Linked DNA regions of Danio rerio: region 2 is linked to region 1. A link is a contact called in public Micro-C data. All regions are on one chromosome and are shown on one strand. The core of a region is the stretch at or near the end of the contact, and the rest is flanking DNA. Distances in the headings are between cores, read along the strand shown. Region 1 overlaps wtip (WT1 interacting protein). Region 2 holds the start of wtip (WT1 interacting protein).

Region 1 (6,073 bases), core at 1,276-3,775:
AATTACAAAAGCGGTTTCTATAAACAGTTGAAGTCAGAATTATTAGCCCCCTCTTTATTTTTTCCCCCTTTTAAGATTTTTTTCAACGCGTTTCTAATCATAATAGTTTTATTAACTCATTTCTAATAACTGATTTATTTTGTCTTTGCCATGATGACAGTAAATAATATTAGACTACATACTCTTCAAGACACTTCTATATAGTTTAAAGTGACATTTAAAGGCTTAACTAGGGTAATTAGGTTAACTAGGCAGGTTAGGGTAATTAGGCAAGATATTGTATAACGATGGTTTGTTCTGTAGATTATCGAGAAAAAAAAATTGCTTAAAGAGGCTAATAATTTTAACCTTAAAATTGTGTTTAAAAAATTAAAAACTGCTTTTATTCTAGCCGAAATAAAACAAATAAGACTTTCTCTAGAAGAAAAAAATTTTATCAGACATACTGTGTAAATTTCCTTGCTCTGTTAAACATCATTTGGGAAATATTTAAAAAGGAAAAAAACTTGAAAGGGGGCTAATAATTCTGATTTCAACTGTATATACTACTGGTCAAAAGTTTGAGGTCAGTTTTTTTAATTATTAACTTAGTTTAATCATTTGTTTAAAATTATTCTGTTCATCAAGGCGGCATTTATTAAATGTAAAAAAATTATGCTGTTTAATACTTATTTATTAAATATTTATTTATGACTTATTGTATGTAGTTTCAAATGAAATTATTACTTCAGTCATTATTGGTTATATAACTATTACCATTAATAATGATGATAATAATATTAATGGGTGGCATGGTGGCGAAGTGGGTAGAACTGTCGCCTCACAGCAAGAAGCTTGCTGGTTTGAGCCTCAGCTGGATCAGTTGGCTTTTCTGTGTGGAGTTTACATGTTCTCCAGTGTTCATGTGGGTTTCCTCCACAAGTCCAAACACATGTGGTATAGGTGTATTGAATCATCTAAATTGTCTATAGTGTATGTGAGTGAATGAGAGTGTATGGGTTTGCCAGCGATGGGTTGTAGCTGGAAGGGCATCCGCTGCGTAAAACATATGCTGGATAAGTTGGCGGCTCATTCCACTGTGGCGACCCCTGATTGATAAAGGGACTAAGCTGAAAAGAAAATGAATGAATAATAATGATATTAATAATATATAATATTAGAGTGATTTCTGAAGGATCATGAGACTCTGAAGACTAAAGTAATGAAGCTGAAAACTCATCACTGGAATAAATGATTAAATTAAATTATAAACTACTTTTGAACAGTTATTTTATAGTCCAATAACATTTCACAATTTTACTATTTTTACTGTATTTTTGATGAAATAAATGCAGCCTTGGTGGGGAGGATAAGCTTATTATAAAACATTTAACAATCCTACTGACCCCAAACTTTTGACCAGTAGTGTGTTACAATGCTAAATACTGACTTAAAGTCTGGACTGTCTTGTTAAGGTTAACAACATAAAAAAAAAAAATCTGGATTTGTTGTCTGGTAATAATCATACTAATAATACTAATAATACCATAAAAATGTAATGCTTTTATTCTAGCCAAACTAACATATAATAATAAAATATAATGGAATATAGGTGACGCAGTGGCGCAGTAGGTAGTGCTGATGCATCACAGCAAGAAGGTCGCTGGTTAGAGCCTCAGCTCAGTTGGCGTTGCTGTATGGAGTTTGCATGTTCTCCCTGCATTCGCTTGGGTTTCCTCTGGGTGCTCCGGTTTCCCCCACAGTCCAAAGACATGCGGTACAGGTGAATTAGGTAGGCTAAACTGTCCATAGTGTATGAATGTGTGTGTGAATGAGTGTGTGTGGATGTTTCCCAGAGATGGGTTGCGGCTGGAAGGGCATCCACTGCGTAAAAAAAAAAAAAAAAACGTGCTGGATAAGTTGGCGGTTTATTCCGCTGTGGCAACCACGAATTAATAAAGGGACTAAGCCGACAAAAAAATGAATGAATGAATGAATGAATAATAGAATATGCTGTGCAAATTTCCTTGCTCTTATTAAAAATCAATTGGAAAATATTTGAAAAATAATTCAAATTTCACAGAATGGAGAATAATTGTGCATTTATCTGTACACAGCATTTAAAGTACACATTTTTAATCAACCCTGTGCCTTCCCTGGGAATCAAACCCACAACTTTAGTATTCATTAGCACCATGTTCTACTATTTGACCCACGGGTCTTAAATAAAGACTCCAGGTCCTGAATGGAGGACAGGTTGCAGGGCTCTTAAATCCAGAAACGCCCCTGAGGGGAGCCATCTGTCCCGGGACAGGGTTTTGATTTGGTTACTGGGGTGTGGAGGGTTTGGAGGAGTAAAGATCTCCTCAAACAGACACTCTACGGAAATGAGAGGCAAAGGCCACCGCAGATCCTGGCAATCTATTGTAGGAACCAAAGGCTTGATTTTAACGACGTGGATCTTTGCGTCCGCCTGAGGAACGCGGCTCATTCCTCAGCGGTGACATCATCGCTCTATTCAGCAGTGTGTGTGCTGCTGTTTGTGTATGTTGTGGGCCACCAGGTGGGGTCGGGAGGGACCGATCAATACTAGGAAACCCCCACAGACCCGTCAGACTGACCATCTGCTGGACCCCGACGGCCGGTTCCTCTGTCACTCACGTCAGCAGGAGTGTGGGTTGGGGTAGGGCTGAACAATATATTGTTTGAGCATTGATATCCTAATGTGTGTATCTGTAATAGTCACATCGCAGTTTATTATTATATTTTAAAGATTAAAAAATAAAGATATTAGTCAATATATAGAGTTTTGTCATTATTTGTTCAATGATTACAATGTCATTTTACATTACAAATAATCTAGTGAAATTTTATTTATATTGCAATAATTATTATGATTAAACAAATATTGCAATGTCAGCTTTTTCCAATATCATGCAGCCCTAGGTTGGGGTAAAAGAAATGGCTTATGGCCAATATTTTACTGTATTGTATTGTAATGTATTTAGTCCTGTCAAAAAAAGTTAACCACATCCAAAATATTTACGTAATATGTATGTAGTTACTGTGTATAGATATTGTGTATATATAAAAAATACAAAGCCAAAATATTTACATGTATATTTATATAAATTTTGAATTACATCTAATATTTAAATAAAAATAAACATTTTCCCACATACATATATATATATATATATATATATATATATATATATATATATATATATATATATATATATATATATATATATATATATATATATATATATATATATATATATAAATATATATATAATTTTTTTTTTCAGACATGCTTTCAGTTTCTCTGTCTCTTCGCGGCGAGTTTAGGCGAAGGAATGTTTATTAAGTAAAACTGGCCTCAGACGGTTTAGTTTAGTCTGCGTCAAACCTGCAGGAAAATATTAGGCTTTGCTAAAAGACAGGTTATTTTACCAACGATTAGGGTCAATAGTGGTAGCCTTGTACAGATATTAAAGAAAATCCTAATATTAAAAGCGGAAACAAGCTGGACCACAACAGATCAGACCAATGTCATAACCAATGCTCAAATAATGTAGCCTACAGTTTATAGCAAGCATCATGTTTTTAGTTAGATTGTGCCATCTATCATGTACAGTAGGCTTATAGGTCCGTTATTTTAACTAAAAAAGATATATTATTTGAGCACCAGAACTATAGAAACTGTATTATGTAAAAAAAAAAAAAAAACGTAACAGTATCGGAATCGGGTCTGTATCGATCGATACTCTGATTTTTGGTATTGCGATCAGATCGGTTGCAAAAAATGGTATCGGTGCACCCCTAATCCTATCATATATTTATTATAAAAATATAAGGTAACACTTTATAATAACTACACTGAATAATAAGACATATAAACGTTGATTTCAATAGTTTATTAATCCTTTACTAACTCATTCTGAATTACCCTAAAAATGGTTTGTAAATGATGCGATATTTAATTTAGTAATGAAAAAGAAATCATTACCTAAGTATGGAAGTACAATTATTAAGCACATTTAAAATATTTTCTTAAGAAAAGAGCATTTGTAGCTGCAGTTATAAACTGCTTACTAACCCTTATTAATGTAGACTTAATGCTTCACAGATAATGAATTCACTATTTGCTAATGCTTAATAAATGATTTAGAGTGTGTAGTTATTATAAAGTGTTACCAAATAGGATTGTAAATGACAATGTTTTTATTTTAAATTTGATTTGCGATAAATTTCACCAGCAATTTACATAACAAAACAAAACTTAAGATTAAAAATATTTTATACACTACAAAATGTAAATCTCAAAAAACATTTTAAGAGGTCTCATAATTTATAAACAAATGTAAGAGATAAGTATCTGAAAGTACAATTTTAAAAATGATAATTTAATTGATATATGCAATTGTAAAAATGCCATTAAATGAACAAAGCACCATAACATTGATATCTGCTTGTTAAGTCATGACGTTTGAAATACTGTTTCCATGTCTAAGCCGCTACTCATTTGAATTGAGAAAATATTAGTTTATTGCCATATTTTAGTCATATAAACACACATTAAAGTGAATTTTGATCAAATCCTGGTGTACACAACAGTCTCTGGACTTGCTGCATCACAAACACCAATAATTTAACAACTTATAAAAAATGAATCACATTCTGGCCATCTGATATTAAACATGAATACATATATTGCGGTCATGATTTTCGAAATATTACAGCGCTTTGTTTATTATTACCATTTGTTGAGTCTCTCTATACATTTTGATATGTGATATTATTACTGATGATGCAAAATGCTGAAATACAAGATACCACAGTCTGGAGTTTCATGGTAATGTCCAGCAATAAAAACAAGATCAGAAAAATCCAGTACGACAGATTTGAGTCAGGATCTTGGCTCCTGCATCCTTATTGGCTTAAGGCAGAATAAGATCTGAGGAGGTGGGCGGAGCTACAGCATCTGTTTTCCCAAGAGACTTTGACATTCATCCATCCATCAATCCACTAATGAGGGCTAATCAATACAACCCTGCAATACAACCTCCCTCCTAGGAAACATTCAGTTAAATGAATTATTGTAGGCACTGCAGCTGTAAGCCTGTCCCTATAGAAGGATCTGGTCTACAAAAGCAGGACAATCCCTGACAGGTAATTATTAACCCTATAATGCCTGCTGTATCATCTTTGATGATCAATTGGGATCTCTAAATTATCAACAGACTTACTAGATGACATGTTGCTGCCAATTTGCTTTGCTACACTCATACTTTTTAATGAACTGTATATACACTGTAAAAAATAACCATAAATTAGCAGTCTTCTGTATCTTGTGATATATATATTTATTTTTCTCATGTATTTTTCTGCTTCTGAATTGCATTATGGAATCTTAATCTTTCTTATGACAAGTTTTAACCATAAAACGTTGAAAAAGTGACTTTTATGAACATTTTCAATAGTTTGCAGTGCTATATTGTCTATGTTGGTGTTGTATATTACACTACAAAAACCTTAATAATAAACTGCAGTACATTTTCAGCTATTTTACAGACTGATCTCGCTATATACTGTTATTTCTTATACAATATTTTATTTCAAACTACTAAAATGTCAACTAAAGTTATGCTGTGTTCACACCGGACACGGAAGAAGCGTCAAGCGCGAGTGATTTACATGTTAACTCAATGCGAATAGACTGCGGCGCAATACGCGCGAATGACGCAAATGGTGCGATATGCACGGCTTAACGCACGTTTCGCGCGAATCGCTTGAGTTAAAAAATCTGAACTTCATCGCACATTCACATCGAGTTAACCAATCAGGAGCTTACTCTTGTGGGGGCGTGATTGTGACGTACGCCTGTTGTTGGTGTCCCGGGGGAAATCCTCCAGCCGACACCGACAACAGTTTATCAAACTGGGCTCGGTTCAGTCAGTAGCACCACTTAAAGCCTCCATCATCCAGGTTAAGTTTCTGAAGAAGTTTATGAGTTCAAAGAGCTGGATGAACCTCTGAAAGGATCTAGCAGACTCAGACACGGCTCTAAACGTATCGAGCTGTTTTTCAG
Region 2 (6,073 bases), core at 1,628-4,127, 44 kb after region 1:
ATGGAGGCACGTGGTTTGCATGCATATTAGTGCCGTTTAACCAGGGGTTCAGCAGTATTTGACTACATTTGTTCTATTTAAAAGGGAAATACTTAAATAATAAGATGCTTAGATGACATTAGACAAAACTTTTTATTTATTTATTTATTTTTGTTCTGTCATTTATTTTCAGTGTAAAATGATTACTTATGTTTAAATGCCAAAAGCATTTTTCACTTATTTTTAAGTCCAAAGATAAATGGATTATATTGTTTGTTCTTTATTGTTATTTTTGCTGTATTAATTGATTACTGTTAATACTTTAAAATATAAGAAGTTTTCATGTGATTTTCTAAACAAGTAGTATTTTGAAGTAAATGAATGCATAATAATCGTGAAAATCGTGATTATTCCTCAGATTATAATCGTACAACCAAAATCTCTAATCGTTGCATCCCTAGCCATGACAAGGTTAATAAATCATTAGTCCTCAAGAGCCATGAAAGAGTAAATACTAAGCATTAAATTGCACTAATGAAACAGAATGACCATGTGTCAGCATGCCTTGTGAGATGTTCATTTTTTGGGAATTTGGCATCTTCAGCATACAACCTCAGGGTAAAACAAAGTCTGGATTAATGATGATTTTACCTCAATTATTTACCTTCTCAAAGATCATCATCAGTGTCAGACATATAAAGTGCTCAAGTACAAACCCTCCTGTCCTGAAAGCACACTGATTCATTGACAAAACATGATTTACACCTGTTTTCCCACACCCTAATGACTCTTTAATGAGTTCAACACAAAGGCTGCTCTGTGCTGGCTCTGGTGCAGGCTGTTTGCATGTGTCAAGGTGTGATTATGACTTTCCAACCAAAAATTCAGGATGTTTATTTAAAATAAAGTTTAACACTAAAGCAAAATGATAAAAACAATGATATCCAGAGCTTTTCCAGAGTTATGGATGTGACATTTGCAGACACATAAACTCACAGAGAATGTATGTGTTAAAATATATTGAAATATCTGTTTATATTTTCCCAAAGAACTAACCACAGACAAAGTATCAGACAAATATAAGTCTGTAAACGTGTTTTAAATGTTAATTGAGGAAAATAAACGTGTTTTAGGGATGTAACACTACACAACATACGTTTTGTACGTCATAATTATGTATACTAGCAAATTTTGTTAATTAAACTGTGTAAACCAAAATAAATAATACTGATAAAATAGCTGTGTTATCTCTGTAAAACAAATCATATTTATTTAATTTTAAATATATTTATTTAATTTTACGTTTATGAATAAAAGGCTTAGTTATTTATGTGTGCCATCTCTCCATTATGGATGTGACAGATGTGAAACGGGCACTTGAGTGACTTAGGTAAATCAAACTGTTTAACAACGACAATTTTGAGCTTTTTTTACAGTATTGTACAATACAAGCCTTCACAAACAGCTTAGAAAAGGGTTTCACTATTTAGTTGAAAACTATTTCCTTCATGGCAAGGTTGACATTTGGAACTTTTGATGTGTATTAAAATTATTAGCAGTAAATAAATAAATCACCCTGTATCTACTCACCAAAATATTCCTTTTTCATGTGTATCTCGAGCTCTTTCTCCAACTCCAAGGTGAGGGCCTCCAGGCGCCGCTCCGCCTGACTGGGGCCGCTGTCCCGAGATGGAGTGACCTGGTACGGCAGCTTGAAGCGCTGTCCCCCGGCGCCCGCCTTGCAGTAGTTAAACCCAATGTTGACTTCTGAATTCTGCTGCTGAGGCTCCTCCAGCACGGGGAACGTCTGCAGGTGGACGCGGTTGTTATGAAGGCCGTTTGGCTCGGTGAAGTCCTGCAGCAGCGCGTCCTCTGGCAAACCGGGTCCCAGCATGGGCAGCTGGAGCTCGGGATACGCGCTCATGGATCCCCTGGAGCTTCGCGAGCTCCTGGAGCTGTGGCTGGAGATGCTGGAGCGGGGACTGACCACGCAGTTAGCCGCCACCGCGGGTTGGCTGCAAATGCTGGACCGAGGGCTGGCCATGGGGATGCCGTGCACCGCGGCGCTCTCTGGGTCATGGCCCCCGGCCGGCGTGAAGCGCGAGTCGGAGTAGCTGGAGCGCGGGCTGGTGGTGCTCGACCTCGGGCTGATGTGCCGCTGGTCGTAGCCCATGCTGATTCCGCTGGTTCGGTTGCTGCTCGGTTTGCTGCCGCAGTCATAGCTGTTGAGGCTGGTTCTGGGGCTGGAGTGTTTGCTGGTGTCGCTGGCCGTGCTGGCGTAGCTCGAGCGCGGGCTGATCACGCTGGTCCCCTCGCCCTGTCCGGGAGACACCAGGCTGGAACGCGGGCTGCTGATGCTCGACCTCGGGCTCGTGTGTTTGCTCTGATCCTGCGATGAGTGCGATGAAGCCAGGCTGGAGCGAGGGCTTGTGGCCGTGTATCTGCCGTCAGGGCTGCTCATACACAGGCTGTTGCTCCTCGCGCCCGAAACGGCCACCTGTTTCCCCAAAACGAGCCCGTCATACGCGCAGCCGGTGCTGTACCGGTGTCCCTGCACCTCCGCGTGCGTGTATCTCCTGAGACGGTCCGACGCGCCGCTGTAACACGGCAAGGCAACTTCGGATTTGGTGCAGTACACATCGGGATCTGGATAAACCGCTTCCCTCTGCGGAGAGCAGAAATCCAGAGGCACTGAGGCTCGGTTTCCGTTGACGGAGCGCACGGGAGCCGCGCTGTAGACTTTGTTCCCGGGCGTAGAAGAGCTGCCATTCATTCGCTTAGTTTTCTCCATATCGGGGTTCGGTTCTCCGTACATCCCATCTTGATAAACGTCATATATTGAGAGGGTTTCCATCAGTTTGCTCGCTCTGCGCCCCGGATCCTCGTCGTATTCATCCATGTCGGACCGTGAGGCGAGTTGAGGGAACGGGGGAGCGAACGGAGCACTAGTCAACTACAGCACAAACTGCATTTTTACACGGAAAAACGCCGCCTCAGGCGAGCCATCGTAGCCTGTTCGCGATTACTTAGTCCTTCGCAGTCATTTCGTCACGATTCATGATCCCCGCCTGTCGATTTGTGGCGATACAGCCGTCGTGACAAAGTTTCCACACAAGAGACCGTTTGTCAATTTCAGTTTTTGTAAAGTTGAAAGGTCTTTACAGTCAATGGCGCGCTGCGCGGAGGAATTTTCTCGCTTTGATTTTCCGTGATTGCCCTCGAGAACTCATTTGCAGCAATTTTAAAGAACGTAAAATTCCCCTCTGATGATATCACGACGATTGAAACGTTTGCTGAGTGTGTGAATTGACGACGACGCATTTAGCCAACATTACATTCGGCCCTAGTTTGTGCGAGAGGAATGCGCGGAGGGAGACCGTGTGTGCTGCGGCGCTCTGGAATGTGGTTAATGCCGGAGCGAAACAATGATAGAGAGCAACTCAGCAAGGGGGAGCAGAGTCCTGAAAAAAAGTCCTTTGGAGAGCCTATGTGTGTCCACTTTCATCCAGCGGGCCAGATTAAAGATTTAACCACACAGACCAGCCCACAGAAAATAATTAAAAACTCAACTGAACATCTCTAAACTTTAAACAAGCAGTGAGTGTGTGCAATTGAGCTGCTTAATATAAATGAATATTAAGGAAACTATCTTAAAAGTATTTATATTTGTGGTTTATTAAACATCCACCTATGCTGTGTAGCGCAGGTAACTCCAAAACAACAGCACATCTATCTACCATACACTGGATGTTAGCACTGAATCTGGGGGAAGGGCAGATCCCAAACATTTCATTCATGTGCGAAAGCTATTGTCACCAACTTGCATATATTCTTTCAACACAAAATACAGTGGCTTGTATTTCGACACTCAAGCCACGATTAAATGTCAGTGAGCACACTTTCAAAGCAAGCAGCGCTATTTATTGTAAATAGAGCTCAAACTCATGTTTTTAAGTGAACTGTTTGACAAAATGACGTGTGTTTGGTTTGGACTGATCAAACAATAGATGTAGTGTTGAAAATGAAGACTTTTCTTGTATACTGAAACATGCTGATGAGTTACACCTGAACAACTGTGAACTTAAGAACAGCCTGTTGATATTTTGTCTACACCTTGAAATTCATACGCTGAATAAATCCTCCCAATGTAATAAATCTGTGGGATAACAGTGTGTGTGTGTGTGTGTGTGTGTGTGTGAATGTGTTTTTGTGACACATCAGGACATCGTGACGTGTATTACACAGGTATAACAGCAGAAGGTGAATTATGAGGACATCTAGGACATTATAGGGACAAAATTTTCAGAAATTCAAATGTACAGTATCTTGTGAGGGATGGGTTTAGGTATATAAATAGAAAATACAGTTTGCACAGTATAAAAACAATGGGAACCTATGATGTGTCCCCACAAATTCACAAAAACAAATGTGTGCGTGTGTATGAGTGAAAAAACACTTTCAGTTCCAAGAGTACAGTTTTAATTTCTATGCATTTACATTAATATGCATGCATGAGTTTCTTTGAATGAAACAATTAAAAAATATATTAATATTTTATTTGGTGCACTTTTTCTATTACTAGTCAGATATAAGCATTGATAAGGACTGGTATTGCAGACATCAATATTTTCTTGATTTACCTGAAGCTCAAGATGCTTTTTGAATGTCAAGTGTACTGTTAAAGTCAGCATGAACTGGAAGTTGTAGACTTTAATTTCATTTTGATGAAGTATTTGATCTGAAATTGAATATTTAACAGGGGGCAAAGAAACATCTTTCACTCACAGCGAACTGAAGGTGGAGACGCAAGTATATTTTGCTCAATCAGTCAAACTGATGTCAGAGGAAGACTGTAATTTCAGAGCGGAAGCAGAGATTTTGATTAAAGATTACCAAAACAACATTTTTAGTAAATTAACCTGCACAGATTAATTGTTCACTTTAGGACTAACAGTGTGTGCATTGTGTATAAACCAGGGGTCGGCAACCCAAAATGTTGAAAGAGCCATATTGGACAAAAACAAAAAAAAAAACAAATATGTCTGGAGCCGCAAAAAAATGTAAAGCCTTATATAAGCCTTATAATGAAGGAAACACATGCTGTATGTATCTATAGTAGCTATATTAGCCTACTATAAAAATGACTAAGTTGGCTACAAATACATAATGAGCCTTCATGATTAAATAGCCACTGAAATCAGGTGGTTGGTTTTTTTTTCGTTGTCATTTAAACACTTCAGCACAGCCTCTGGTCTTTCAGTGATATTAATTTGATCATTTCTTCTTGCGGCCCATCAGAGTTCACATACCTGCATAAAAGCGCATTGAATATCGGTCACATCACAGGCAATTGAGTATGCAGGCACTGAATTAATGTCCTTGGTTTGCTGATTGGTGATGTTACCTGCCATTTTAATAGCCCTTTCCTTCACTGTCTTAGCGGAGAGAGGTATCTTAAATTTTTTGTATTATCTTGGTTTTGTTTTTGAAGTCTGCAATTACTGTAGGTGTTCTAATATGTTGATGAATGACTCTTTCATGTAGTCACCATCTGTGAACGGTTTTCCATGCTTTATTATCTCCCGGTTTGTTTACAACAGCCACCTGCCTGGCATCCCGCCCTGCTAATTGAAACCTGTGTCGCAGGCTATAACGCAAATCTTCGTTGACAGAAATTTTAAAAATTAAATATTAATTCTACACACTTTTACAGCATTTGAAAACGTTAAAAATGTTTGTCCTCCTATAGAAATCATATTAAAACAAAAATATATACTAACCTTGCCCATCTTTTTGAACATTTTTGAAAAAACTTCAGGGAGCCACAAGGGCAGCGCTAAAATGCCGCATGCGGCTCTAGAGCCGCGGGTTGCTGACCCCTTGTATAAACAATATCAATTTAGATTTTATGCAGATTTTAATATTAAAGGTCACCCATTTTTCACCCAAAGGTCTCTTTTTTAAGATTTAAGATAAGTCTTTCGTGTCTCCAGAATGTGTCTGTAAAGTTTCAGTTCAAAACACCCATCAGATTATTTATTACAGCTTTCAAAAGTTTATAGTTTTCAGCTCTGAGCATCTTGCAGCTTTTTTT

What was found. A called contact is a pair of places that touch in the nucleus more often than the background predicts.
Region 2: a Micro-C map of caudal fin shows a contact between it and region 1, with 5 times the contacts expected there. The contact joins the promoter of wtip here to the enhancer-like site in region 1. A contact is called at or near these places in 4 of 18 Hi-C or Micro-C datasets (caudal fin and embryo) and 3 of 4 datasets of contacts at active chromatin or transcription factors (embryo, gastrula embryo and pancreas).

Annotation. Positions count from the first base shown.
Region 1 is chr18:2,766,231-2,772,303 of GRCz12tu, forward strand. The region is part of intron 3 of wtip (WT1 interacting protein); the gene reads right to left. Among named protein-coding and RNA genes, the nearest start is that of wtip, 44 kb to the right of the region's middle. Within about 2 kb of position 2,526, at least 9 of the 62 cell types and tissues checked have an H3K27ac peak or open chromatin away from gene starts, as enhancers often do.
Region 2 is chr18:2,810,069-2,816,141 of GRCz12tu, forward strand. wtip (WT1 interacting protein) reads right to left here and starts at 2,878. Exons shown (of 8, transcript NM_001123278.2): 1 at 1,570-2,878. The coding sequence starts at 2,878.